Regions from separate parts of the Gossypium hirsutum genome. Here region 1 is linked to region 2. A link is a contact called in public Hi-C data. All regions are on one chromosome and are shown on one strand. The core of a region is the stretch at or near the end of the contact, and the rest is flanking DNA. Distances in the headings are between cores, read along the strand shown.

The links. A called contact is a pair of places that touch in the nucleus more often than the background predicts.
Region 1: a Hi-C map of leaf shows a contact between it and region 2, with 6 times the contacts expected there. The contact joins the promoter of LOC107897204 here to the enhancer-like site in region 2. A contact is called at or near these places in 14 of 34 Hi-C or Micro-C datasets (anther, callus, fibers and 3 more).

What each region holds. Positions count from the first base shown.
Region 1 is chrA10:12,162,684-12,169,213 of Gossypium_hirsutum_v2.1, reverse strand. It overlaps LOC107897204 (broad specificity amino-acid racemase RacX), which reads right to left and starts at 3,067. Exons shown (of 4, transcript XM_041078739.1): 1 at 1,582-3,067; 2 at 737-1,013. The coding sequence starts at 2,292. It overlaps LOC107896079, which reads right to left and starts at 5,320. Exons shown (of 3, transcript XM_041078737.1): 1 at 5,127-5,320; 2 at 4,330-4,561; 3 at 3,524-4,229. The coding sequence starts at 5,218. The coding sequence ends at 3,963. It overlaps LOC121208207 (a long non-coding RNA gene), which reads right to left. Exons shown (of 2, transcript XR_005903150.1): 2 at 6,358-6,414.
Region 2 is chrA10:12,074,107-12,081,671 of Gossypium_hirsutum_v2.1, reverse strand. No RefSeq gene overlaps it. Among protein-coding and RNA genes, the nearest start is that of LOC107944740, 12 kb to the right of the region's middle. Within about 2 kb of position 2,396, at least 9 of the 9 cell types and tissues checked have an H3K27ac peak or open chromatin away from gene starts, as enhancers often do. A contact at or near this core is called in fibers, hypocotyl and leaf, where this site is marked.

The DNA.
Region 1 (6,530 bases), core at 1,818-4,317, 87 kb before region 2:
AATCAATGAGATAAAACTGAGTCAGATAGCAGAGATGGTAGGAACTTTAAGCCCATTTGCAAAACTCAAATCTCTTTATTTACAGTATCTACCAGAATTGAAAAGCATTTACAAGGATGCTCTGCCATTCTCATGCATGAAAGACATTCATGTGTATGCATGCCCAAAGCTGACGAGACTTCCACTCAACTCTGACAGTGCAAAGAGAAACGAAATCAGAATTCATGGAAAGGAAAAGTGGTGGAAAGAGATGCATTGGGAAGATGAATCCACACGAAATGCTTTTCTTCCCTGTTTCATTGCAGAAGTAATCTTACTTTCACCCTTGTCGTTGTTCTTCGATTCGCTGCATGTTTGCTTTCAGAAAGTTACTTTCTTATCATTTTGTTTTGTTCTTGAAAAACATGTAGATTTGAAGCAAGGCAATCATTCATGCAGCTATCCTCTGACATGCTTAACATGGCTGACTGAAGATGAAGAACCCTCAGAAAGAACAATCCCCTATTGTTCTAAGTCAGCAGATAGTCGAAGACTTTAGGCACTTCTTCTCACTAATAATTTTCTTTGCAGTTTCTGTTCTTATACACTTTATTAATTGACAAATGAACAGAACAATATGGGGCATTTTTTCAGAACATATTCCCCAGAATCTTAGGAAAGCCTGTAATAATTTAACTAAAAAAAAAAAGTCGCAATAAGACTGCATAAAACTAAAAATTTAGCAGCCTTTATGTACCTTCCTTCACAGCTTGTTGTGCCCACTTGATAGTTGACATGACCAATGCATCCATTGGGTCAATACATTTCTTAAGAAGTGGATCATCTCGTGGCAAAAGATCACACATATCATTGGACGCAAGGATAACAGTGTTAACTTCCCTCACCAAGAGGACTTGGAGAGCGATTCTCAGCAGATTTCGTGCCCCTTCCATGTCTTTTCTATTTATAGCATCAATTGCAGGGATTACAGTGTGCTCCATGGTTGCTTTATCTGGCAGCACAACCTCAAATCCCTGTATGCGTACATAAGGTTTAAAACAGTGATACTGAAGATCTCCATGGTAAGTGAGAGAACACCACAAAGGTTTTGAAAACACTGATATTGATACTTTTTGCGAGATTATTTATGATCAAAAACATAAAATGTGCTCATATCATGCCAAACATATAATCTAAACTAGTTAAGAGATACCTACAAGCTATGAAGGATAATATATATGTGTATATATACGTGTATATATATATATCTACATCCACTTAGACTTTCCCTCTTCCTTGCCCCGGCAGCGGCCAAATTGCCTCAAACATGAAAACCAATAATAGATTGACCATTATTTAAGATCTTACAGGTGTTATATTCTTATTTGCATTTCTTAATATTTTGAAACTTTTAGTTGGTAAATTTATTACCTAAACTTTAGTCGGTGCCTTCAAAAGCATTCCAAGCATATGAAGGTCAACCATAAAGGATCTCCTTAACAGACAAAATGTATTCTATTTTTTTTGAATATATATATATATTTTGCATTTACCTAAATGCATGTACTATTTCTCACGGCAAACAATCAGGAATGAATTTACCTCATTCTGCAGTTTCTCTTGGTAAAACCCTGCTTTTAAAGTCACATCGGTGGCAAGAACCCCTATCCGCAAAGGGCTCCCAGCTTCTAGTGGCTTCAACTTGGCTTCCTTAAGCTCCCTGGAAACACACTCAGCCATGTGAAGGGAAGGAATAGAACATCCGTTAAACACTTCATCATGCCATGAGTGTGAAATATGACAAGGCACTACAATGCACTGAGCTCCTGATTTCTCAAGGAAAACTCTTTTACTTAGTAAATTTTCGACAATCGGGCTATGATCAAATTGCGAACGTGCATTTCTACTGCAGAGAGTAGAAGAATTCCTCTCCAGGGATAAAAGCTCCCTATTCAACACTGGATCAGAGCAAAGAACAAAGGGCGTGCAAGTCTCTTCATTTTCTTTACTCCAATGAACAAGTTTTCTAACGAAACTGAGAGTAGAATCAACAGATCCTCCTCCCATTATCCCCACAGTATTAGGATGACAAAGCAAGGACCCAGCACAGCTGCTTAAAGAAGCATTACTTGAACTAGAACTGTTCCTAGATTCAGGAAATTCCCCACTTTCATCAGTGTGTAAGATCACTGAGGACGGGGGCACAGCTAGAACCGGATTCAGCCTTCTCTTACAAACATTTCTCTGCCTAGTTACAGACACTGATAAGTGAGATGGGCAATTCAGTGACATTTGCAAGCTTGTATTAAACATCTTTGAGATGGCAATTCAGTGACATTTGCAAGCTTGTATTAAACATCTCTACAGATAAGGTATCAAGTGAAACCTATATACAAGTATAAAATTCTAAATTCCAAAGACAATATCAGCTTCTGGAAACTAAAACCCACATATAAAATCTATTGAAATTTAGCAAAATATGCATACTTCACTTGAGAAGGCCATATAGAAACCGTCACAGTTTCTGGTTCTCAAAACAAAATTCCCAGCTTTCAGAAATTGGTAAGCTGTAAACTATTGAAAAGATCACTTGTAGAATCTTACCCCACGATTTCTACCCTCTACAACCAAAACCCACTCACAGAACTAGCCAAAAGTCCACCGTTGATCAACCTTTAGCCTCAAAAACCAACGCTGTATCATAAACTATAATCCCAACAAAGCAAAACAAGTTCCCAGCGACAGAAACTACACTAACAATGCAAATTCCAGACACAGAAGTAAAACCCAATTCCAAACTCAGTAAGGCTTCTCTGAATAAGCTTGAAGAGTTTAAAAATAAAGCAAACAAAGAGAAGCAAAAAACAAAAAGGGTAAAAATGAAGACAGAAAAGCTTTCGAATTCTGAAGAATTTCTCGATATGCTGCAGTGGGTAGTGGGAAAGAATGTTGGTGCTTTTGCGAATATGGATCTGAGTATCTCACATTTATTCTCAAAGTAGTGTTAATTTGTGGTTAAATATAAGGTGGGAATTTTTCTAGAGAAGAAGACAAAGTAAGTAAGGATAAACATATGTTAGTCTTTGCCCGTTACCTGGTGTTTGTAGAAACCATTGTTATGGATGGATGCGTCTCAAACTTACTCTTCTTAATTTTCCAATTCAAGACCTTGGATTCCATATTTCAAAGTGATTGAACCAAAATATTGAGTTTCATCTTCTTGTTTTTTCCTTTATAGAAAAATGGATCAGTTCCTAATACAGTATAATTACAAGTATAGTGTTGATACAAACATGTTTGAGAAATTATATTTTAGAATGAACAAGGGTAGAATAGTAATATACTGCATAAATTATATTTTAGACTCACCGACAAGTCGTGTACAATAGTAATATATATTGTATTTTTAACGAAGACTTAGATTGAAATTTTAGAGATCACCTACAAATTCTGAACATAAATAGTAAAACTAACATAAATAATAAAAATAATAATAGCAGTGCAGAATCAACCTATACAAAAACACACCTGACACAGGTACAAATGATTAAATAGTTGATTACTAGGTCAACAATTTAACACTAAAGTGGAACAATGTTACTTTAATTTACTAAAGGCATACCAATTGGTACACTAGCTCGAACACAGAGTTGATTCTATTGATGATGTGTGTGACATGTTATTTTCTCAGCTGCAACTTTTTGACAGAAACGCTGCAATTTTAGAGAACAAATGTTGATGAAGTTATCAAATACAACAATGAGCATTAAATATAATAAATCCTTTTTGCTTTAATACAGAAAAGGAAAGAAGCTAATAAAAAATTGTACTAGGTCTCAAAGCTGCTCTGAAAATACATCTCTGATGTTCTTCCTTCCCTTTTCCAGTGGTGGGCTAATTGTTTGCTTTTGGTTTCAAAACAGTATACCACCAAATTTTGCAATATCGCAGTTGCATACTCCACCGATGATTCCATATACCTTTCACGACAATTTGACTCGCCTTGCTCTGGGACTATGGATTAGTTTTCTTACATCCTTTTTAATTGACAAAAAAGCACAAACAACAGCAAGTATCAATGTTGGGTACATTTGAATAGATTTTGTGGGGAACATGTTATGAAATTGTCCCAGAACGATCTCTCTGACAAGACTCCATATTATAAGCATTGTCCCAAAAAGGCTCATTCTTGCACGCCTTGAGAGACCTATAAAAGCTCCCACCACAGACAAGTAGCTTCCGGCAAGAATCTGCAAAAAGATGTTGGGATATTTGTGAAATCATTGAATCACCAAAAAGTTTCTACCTAATCACAGATGGATATGAGTCCTTTTGTGAGTAAATGTTTACCTCTAGGCGCTGGAGATCAGATACAGCAGTAGATTTCCTCAAAGCACTGATGTTATATAATTTCAGCAATTTGCTATACCTTGGAAGAGTCCTTCTTTTGATGATAGCATTGGCAACAGCCCCTGGATATAGAAGGACCTTAACTACATATGTAGGGAAGAGTTCACTGGCCATCAACTGAGAGGTTGTTACCTCAACGGGTGTTTTGCACATTCCAAATCTACATGGTACCCTGCACAGCAGAACAAATCAATAATTTGGGTATATTCTGATTTGGATTTTGGGGATTTTGGCATAAATTTAAGAGAGTGTTTAGCATTGCTTTTAATTATTAAAAAAGAAAACACTTTTTTACCGTAAAAGCAAATCTTAAACAAGGGGATTTTGCCATTTGAGGCCAAACCCATAAAATAGTGCTAGAATGCTAAAAATGGTGTTTGTATCAGCTGGAGGAGAGTTTAGTGGAACCATTGGTGCATTATTTTGTTCATGCACATAACTCATTTTGTCTTCCCTTCCCTCAAACATGTAGGAGTTAGCAAAGCAAGAAGAAAAACAAAATATATGAAAATGAACAAAGGAAGTTAAAATGACACAGTTCCTAGGAATAATGTTTAAGCAAAATAACACAATTGTTGTGCTAAACTTTCCGGTTTACGAAATGTGGTGACTAGAAGAAAAGAGAGAAGCAACAGATGGCATGGAATATTCAGTTTCTTTGAAATACTATAAAAGACAAAAAGGAAGGCCATACAAACTGGAGAAGAAGAAGGGGGGAGGTGGAATGTAATAAGTACCTGAAAAGAGGGATTTGGAAGATAATAAGAAGGAAATACATAAAAGAAGCAATGGAGGAGATGAAGTTTGCCCATTCCTTTGAAGAAGCCATTGGAGAATGGAAACTTTAGAAGGTCCCCCACGCAATGGAAGGAAAAAGAAGAGGAACTGCACTGCAGAGAGGAAATAGGAGATCTTGAAAATGGAAGAAAGCAAATGAATATTACTGTGGTAAAACTTTCTATTTTGAGGGGTTAGAAATCATGAGGTCATTTTGTTCACACGTTTACATTCTAATTTTGTTCTACTTTGGTCTTAATTTCAGCTTCATAATATCCAACAAGTGTTTTTTTCTTGAATTAATTATTTTGGACTCTGAATGAATTTAGAATCAAACCAATATCTTACTTGAAAACATCAAACACTCAATTACATTGATAAAAAATTACAACTTAAAATAAAAATATAAAGATAAAAGATAATATAAATACGATGTAAATACAAAAACACATGAATTATTAAAATTTTAATTTATTTGTTTTTTATTTTTACTTTATTAGTAAAATTTGTAAATGTGCATTATTTTTATTTAATATGAATTAAATTTTATCTCACGACCAAACAACAACTCTTTAATTAAACTACATAAAATAAAATTCTATAAAAACATATATTTATTAGAGCCTTTTTTTCTTCATTTTAAATTAAAACAAGACATTTTAAAAAATTGTTCCCTTTTTTTAAAAAATCACCCCAAAGAAAAACTCTATTCCCTTCAGTATATATATATTTCTTTTCCACCTAGACAAATGTGTCAATTTAAATAATATCTATACCACCTAATCTCACAATTATAATAATGGATATCAGCATCGTTGTAAATTTTAACGCCTGGCTATTAGTTTTAGTGTTGCCCCTCAAAATTATCATTTATGAATACAAGTTGCAGAGTTATGGCAAATGAGATTGGCACAATGGCTGGTGGCCATCCAGAATTAATTCCAGCTTGCTTAAAATGTTTTGTAACCATGAATTATTTAACCACCTTAAGAAGAGAGTAACCCGGGAAAGAGAATGGTGAAAGTAATATTAATTAAAAAACTTAATAAGCTATTTGAGTCGAGCAATAAATATCAGATAACTCAGTCCTATCGCTTTGTCTTGGATGTTATGCAGCCTTCAAAACCCCTTACATTGATCCTCTCTAGTTACTATTTAAACCAATTACCAGAAAATAATCTAGATACAATATAACCTAAAACTTTCTTCTCTTTCTTCTTGTTCAAGGTACATCAGTCTTGCCAAGAGCTAGAGTGCACATACAAAGAATGAAGAAACAGGTCTGGTATTAGGGTGCTGTAGTGGCTGCTGAATTAATATTAGTATGACACATCTTTATCCTAAGAAGAGGGAGAATGCATCAC
Region 2 (7,565 bases), core at 1,147-3,646:
TCACGAGTGTACCAAATACTCTCCCTTAAATAAAAGAATAATTATTATGTTATCAAACTTAGTGTGGATTTGGATGGGTCGTGAGGTGCAGTGTGGTGCGTTTAGCTTACTTTTTGTCTAACGCTACAATATCACTAAAATATCTAATTTCACTGCTACCGCTATTTTTACACCAACCATAAGTAAACACATCACCGATTCAAATCCACCCTTAAATTTGAAAAAATCAATTACATTTATCTCAAACCGAATCATCATATCAAATCATTAAATAATAATTCTTAACCCATGCCAATCTCTTGATAAGTAAGCCTTGATTTTACTTATTTTATTTATTAATTTCCTATTATTTTGTTTTATTTTCACTTTTTTCTTCCAAACTCCACTTCGTTTGAAATTATTAATAAATTTAATAATAAAAATAATAAAATTTATGAGGTAATGATAATTTTTTGTTTCATTTTTTTACTACAGAAGTTAACAACAACATAAATAAATGTAACAAGAAAATGACATAAATAAAGTGATATGAATCTTATCCACATCTAAAATATCTATTTAAATTATTAAATATATAATAATTTTGATTTTAGTATATAATACACAATCCATTCTGACAGCCTTTAAAATCATTATTATCATTTCTTTATTCCACCATATTTGGTTCCTGTTTTATTTTCTACAAATACAATTTTACCAAACATTCTTTCATGTTTTAATTATTTAACTCATTTTTTAATAGAAAAATTTTAATCCTTTTAATTTTAATATTTTTGGAGCAATCATTCCAACTGTGGTATTAGTAAGATTGGACAATAAAATAAATTATTTCATACCCAAGGTAATTTCAAAATTATATATACTACAATTTGTTTAAAATAAAAGAATTTTATACCTATTGTATTAAATCATTATGATTTTGATTAACATTTGAGCCTGAAAAAGGAAATACAGATAAATTAAAGTATTCGAATGGTTAACGAAATTCAAATTTTAAAAAATGGGTGTAATAGAATAGAATTGAACCAATAGTATTAATTTAATATAGACAAATAAAGGAATATGGGAGGGTCGATCACGGTGTTCGTGTTCAATATTTCGGTGACTGTGCATTGGAAAGGGTTATGGACGCTTTTCAGTTACCATGGAAAGGTGGTTAACGCTTTTATCCCGGAGAAAACAAGCAGGAATGGAAAGAGATTCGGTTTTGTGAGATTCTCTAATTTTCTGGATGCTCAACGAGCGATATCAAGACTTAATGGCTTTGTGATTCTTGGAAATAGAATATGGGTGAATATAGCTAGGTTTAACGGAAGAAGAGTAACATGGAGAAATGCGACCAGTCAACGTAATTCTTCGTCTTTCAAAGAACCAAGTCAGAAAGGAGTTGTCGACGAGCTTAGAGGGAAGGAAGTCCAAGAACACATGGATGTAGCTTGGAAAGCGAAAAGATTTGAAAGAGAGTTAGGTAGTGGTTCGGGTGGAGAGGGGATGAATATAGGAAAGGTAGTGCAAGGTCATGTAGAGGACGAGCAACTGTGGAAGTTACAAAAATGCTTGGTGGGGGAAGTAGCTTCTTTCTGTGAATTGAAGAGTTTAGCTGATAGAGTTGCGGGGATCGGTCTTGGTGAAATAAGGGTGAAGAGAATTCAAGGAAACCATTTTCTTATTAAAATCCCGGATGATGAACTTTTTGAAATTTTGAAGCAAAGAGACTGGTCGTATTTGAAGGAATTCTTCATCCATATTGCACCTTGGTCAGAAAAGTTGGTCTTTACAGAGAGGGTCACATGGATTGAATTATCAGGGGTACCTACGCATTGCTAGAACTATGAAACGTTTAAAAGAATCACTGGAAAATGGGGTACGTTGGTGTCGATGGGGGAAAATTGGTCAGGTGCGAATAATTTTGAGAAAGTCGAGATGTTGATTTCAATTTCACAAGTTCAAAAATTGGATGAGATAGTGTTGTTGGAGGTGGGAGAGGTTAGATTTCCGGTTAGTATTAGGGAAAAAGGATGGTCAGAGGTACACAAAATCAAAGATAGTCTTTCGAAGAAGGGAAAAATTCAGGGGGTGGCTGTTGAAAGTGTATCAGAATCGGAATCGGAATCGGTGATTGGTTTGGAATCAGAAAAGTGGACGACTGGAATTTGAAACGTTTCAATGGATGGTATGAAGGAAAAAAGTTATTGAAAATGAAAGTGCAGGGAAAAAATGTCAGAAAGTGCTGGTGGAATTTAATGAAGGTGATAATGATGCTGTAAGCGTGGGAGGGTTAGCAGGTGATAATTTAGGTGCTGATGGAAATAATAGCGGGTTGGATCGGGCGAGAGAGGATGTCGTTAACATGGGTTTGACATTGGTTTTGGGCCCTAGTGGGGGTCAAGGTGGTCTGGTGGATCCTGAAGTGGGATTGGGCTCTTACAGTATTGGAGGGCAGCATTTGAATGGGGGTTGTATTCCAGACGCAAATAAAATTTCCCCCAATATTTCTGAAGTTCCAGAGACTGAGGGTCAGGTCTTTTGTCAGGAAATTGAAGAGGAATTTTTAAATGCAATCAGAAGTAGGAGGAAGAAGAAACATTTCAACAAGAGGATTTGTTCCATGCAGGACATTCAAGACAAAGTGTTGTCTTCCAAAGAAAAACTAAGGAGGGATCGAGGCAAAAAGAAGGATAAGAGCAAAGCGACATTAGGAGAGGAGAAAATTGTGAATATCTCTTTGTCTGATTCGGACATTAGTAACAGGAGGAAGGTTATTCTTAAGAAGGCTAAACAGACTTGGGAGTTAGGGAAGAAGTGGGGCTTAGAATAATAGGGGACAAAAGAGATGTCATTGAGGATATTTTGAGACTTTGAAGTTTAACAATAATGGAGGCGGAGGATCATCAAAATCATAGCAATCATAGGTGCGTCTGTGTAGAGTTTGTTATTTTTTGAATGTTGTATGGATGGTAAAGATGAAAATAGTATCGTGGTATGTTAGGGTATTGGGTTCAGATGTTAAGGTAACTATGGTTAACAGACTAGTCAAACTACATAGGGAGGACGTTTGCTTCTTACAGGAAACAAAGTTAGAGGAAGTGTCAGGGGACCTTGTAAGTAGAATCTAGGACGATAATAATTTTGATTTTAGATTTGCAACAGTTGTGGGTCGGTCGGGAGGATTGGTTATAATCTGGGATAAATCATGTTTTCTAGTAAAAAAAAGAGTTTTGTATTAATCGTCTGATTGTGGTTGAAGGGTTTTGGTGTGTTGAAGGGTGGGAAGCGGCGTTGATTAATGTTTATGCGCCTAATATGTTGAGGGAGCAGAAAATTTTTTGGGAAGAAATGATCAAAATTCGTGAGCAATTCACAAAGCATTGGATTGTGGGTGGAGATTTTAACGCTAATCGGAATAAGAGTGTACGAAGCGATTGTGTAGGATTATTAAGAGGTTTAAAAGAATTTGGGAATTTCTTAGAGAAATGTCTCTTAGTGGATTTGCGATTGTTAGGGAAGAAAATTTACTTGGTTCAGCCTAGTAAATAAAATAAGTAGACTGGACAGTTTTTGCTTGATAAAGATTGTTTTGTAAATAATGTGGACTTCTTAGATGAAGATTTTTGTTAGTTGAAGATTATTATGGACTCATGATTGTAAATATGTGTTCTCGGTGTAAAACTTACTGAATTGTTGCTGAGTGTTGGGGGGTTGGTTTTAAGTTTTGATTTTGATAAAATTTGGAAATTAAAAGTGCCCCCTAGAGTGAAAAGTTTCATATGGATGATTTTAATTGATCGTCTTCCTACGAAGCAGTTTCTCATTTGAAGAGGTGTGAAGCTTGACCAATTGAGGGACGGGTGTCCTTGGTGCTATAGAGAACCGGAGTTTACGGTGTGGTTAAAAGTTTATGGATGATATCGATGTCAGTGACTTGTTGGTCGGTATGGTTAGCAAGGAATAAGCTGGTGTTCGATTGAAAATGGCCAATTGTCCAGCTTAGTTTTTCTTTCAAAGACTTGGGCTTTGATGTGGATTAGGTCTGTGTATGAAGAATTGTAAGTAGATGAGAGAATTTGGTGGGTTTGTCCATATCAAAGTTGGTGTAATTTTAAAGAAGTTGGTTTGAGTGGAAAGTTTTGGTGTCCTCCGTGTTATGCTGGGGTTAAATTCTATGTTTATGGTGTAGCGTGTGAGGATAAAGGCGGGTGTGGTGGGGTGTTAAGATGTTCAGATGGGGTGGCAAGGGCCTCATTTTCTAGTCCGTTTAAAGCGAAAGACTCCCTTGCCGCAGAGGTGGGGGCGATTAGCATTGCCTTGGATATGTTTTTAGAGTTGGGATGGAAAGGTAAATGCACTTTATTCATTGAGGTTGGTTCAATGAAGGTGCTGAATTGGTTGGAGAATAAAGCTGTGAGACCGTGGTTGTTGTTTCCTCTCTTTAAAGAAGTCGATTTAAGGTTGTCGTTAATGGGAATTGTAACCTTTTTGTTAACGGACAAGAGTGGGAATAAGTTAGCTTTTGTGCTAGTGGTTGCTGGTGTGAAAAGGCAGGACATGTTTAAGGCATCGTGGAGACTTAAGGGGTTTAGTGGTTGGGTGCTTGCTGTAATATTTGCAAGTTGTGTGGTGGTTTCTGGGCCGAATTGTGTTGATTTATTTATACTTTGTGGTCTGTTTTACTGATTGGGTTCAGTAGGGTTTTTGTGGTTTGTTTGTTGGATTTTGTCCGTGTTTGTTTTTTATGGTCTGTGTTTGGTTTTTGGTTTTTTGCTAGGACTATTTTGTTCTGGTAGCTTTGCCTTGTTTTGTTGCAGTTCTTTAAACTGCTGTACTTCGATTAAGCAAAAAAAAAAATCATTATGATTTTTTTTATATTTCACTATTTTGTATGTTATTTAATTTTAGTCCATGATTTCTTCTATTTTTAGGTTATGATCTGTACTTACTGTTTTTTAAAATTTTTTTAATTAAAATCATGTATTTCTAGAACAAACAATTAAATAAATAAATTTAAAGCAAAAATTATATTTCTTTCATATAATTGAATAAATAAATTTAAGGTAAACTATCTTAAATTTTGTTTAAAATTACATTTCGTTGACACAACTTTCAAATGTTATATAATAGTCATTAATATTATCAAATTGTTACATTTTTTTCACTCGACTATTAACTTCCGTTAAAAAATATCATTGCCCCTTTATTCAAAGAGTTAATAACTAATTTGGCATCTAAACTATAGTTAAAAAAAACATTTTGATATTTTTAAAAATTTCTTAATGATAATTGTAAACAAATAAATGCATATCTTTAAAATAAATAAAAACTCATATGGAAATCAATTGCACCAAGGAAAAACTAAGAATTTTGCAGTTAATTTTTCCACATCCAATCTCATTAAGATCAGAGTATTTGATTCTTGTGATAAAATCAATCTAGCAACTAAACTTACAAAAAATAAAGATTGGTTTAGAAAAGAAGTAGGGTACTTTGTATTATAAATTAAAAGAAAAAATCTCAAAAATTAAAAAAAAATTGAAACTTACGAAAAAAAAACCCAAACAATGTAATAGAACATTTTCCCACTTGCCTTCTTCTTTTTTAATCTTTTCTCTTCTTTTTTTACATAATTATTAGGAAAATTCGACAGACAAGCCATTGATAGTAGAAGTTTTTATGATTCTTGTAACACCCCAAACCCGGCCTAGACATTATGGTCAAATTATAAAGGTTACAATACTATCCAAAACTTTGATCTTTCGATTTCAAACAAATTCTTATTTAAAACCTTTCAACTTTGATAAAAAGTGTTTGTCACAATAACATGTGGATGTGTTTTGAAATATCAACTTATAAAATTAGTTTATTTAAACCATTTTGCCTTAATTCCTTGTTTTGTAAAACCCCATGTTCCAATCAAATATTTGTAGCTGAAAATCTCTTAGATTATTATTTTGGAAAACCATTTAATTTAATAATTTGTCCAATTGATTTAGGTTATAATTAATCATGCCAACTTTAGAAAAAAAACGATCAACTAATAAATTTTTAGCAAAACCCAAAGTAAACGTATGGAAAAACAAACAGTTTAAAAGTTCGTAATGTCTAAAAAAAAGTTTCAAAACAACACTAAAGTTCAAATGACCAAACTGAGATCCGAGATCGTTGTCAAATCCTAAGTCTGAGAGTTACCTGAAAAATGGTAAATTAACAGAGTGAGTTAAGAAGCCCAGTGTATGCCTTGGCCCACAACAAAATTCATATGAGATCATGGTTATAGCAATTATCAAAATAACATATCAGAATGTCCATATACTCATAATTATATAACAAAACAGAACATAACAATCTTACCCTCATCCACTACATACCAACTCCGTCCAACCAATTACACCAAATAGGACTATATGAGCCCAGTCATCCGTCACACCATATTGTGGTCGTATGCCACTCAAGAAATTTGCAGCTGAGTTGATAGACAGATATTGTGGATACACCACAAAAAATGAAGTAATTATGCCAGAATCACACATCCTCCAACACATATCATATCCCACTCCAATGCACATGCATTAACAAGCTAACATATTTTTGTATCGTAATAGAAAATATGACATGCTCATTAGTGTCATTAATACAAATTTAACACAAAACTTAAATGGAGTTACTAATCATGACCATGCTTCCTAACATACAATTACAAAAAATTATGGTCTTATATACTTACAGAGTATTTAAAGATCCAATTTCAAAATCTTATTCTCGGCCTAAAATAGGCCATATAATCAAACCAAAATGGGCCCACACGGCCCAACAAGCCAACCTATGTGGCCTACACACCCTACCTGATTTGCTCTTGTAATCGCACATGTCCGTGTGCTCTACATGACCAGCCACATGCCTATGTGGTGCACACAGCCAACCACACAGTTGTGTGACACAAATTGCAGTTCGAAAACAACTTAATTTTCCACATTTCCCGAGTTTTAAATAATTTATTCAGGTTTGAAATGCACACCTAATGTTTTCCTGATTATCCATACAATAGAGTACTCCCAAATCCTACATACGACATTAAATCACACCTATTAACAATAAAAAATTAAATCAGCACTTAACTTCGGTAATTTCTCTTTACTAAAATCAATCCCCAAAACGATATTTGAACACTTACCCCGCAAAAACAGTGGCCAAACAACAACTAAATCGCCTGAGGATCACGAATCTCACACCTTTCACCTAATCAAAGATCACAGAATTGTTCAAAACAACAAAGAGTGAGAATTAAACACCATTCACAACACCCACTTTGCTCAAAGAAAAAAAAATTAAAACTTAATATCAGAAATTGATACGACGATACTTACACTACGCAACAATCACAAAAGAAAAAGGCAGAACCAACAACAATGGCAGAAAGGAAGATTGAAAGAACGAAGAAGGAAAGCAGAAGAACAAACAAAAGAGAAGAGAAACGAAGAAAGCAAAAGGAGAGGGGGGAAAACGTGAAGAGAGAGTGAGGGTATTGGATGGAAAACGTGGAGAGAAAAATTAGGAGAATAATATAAAAAATC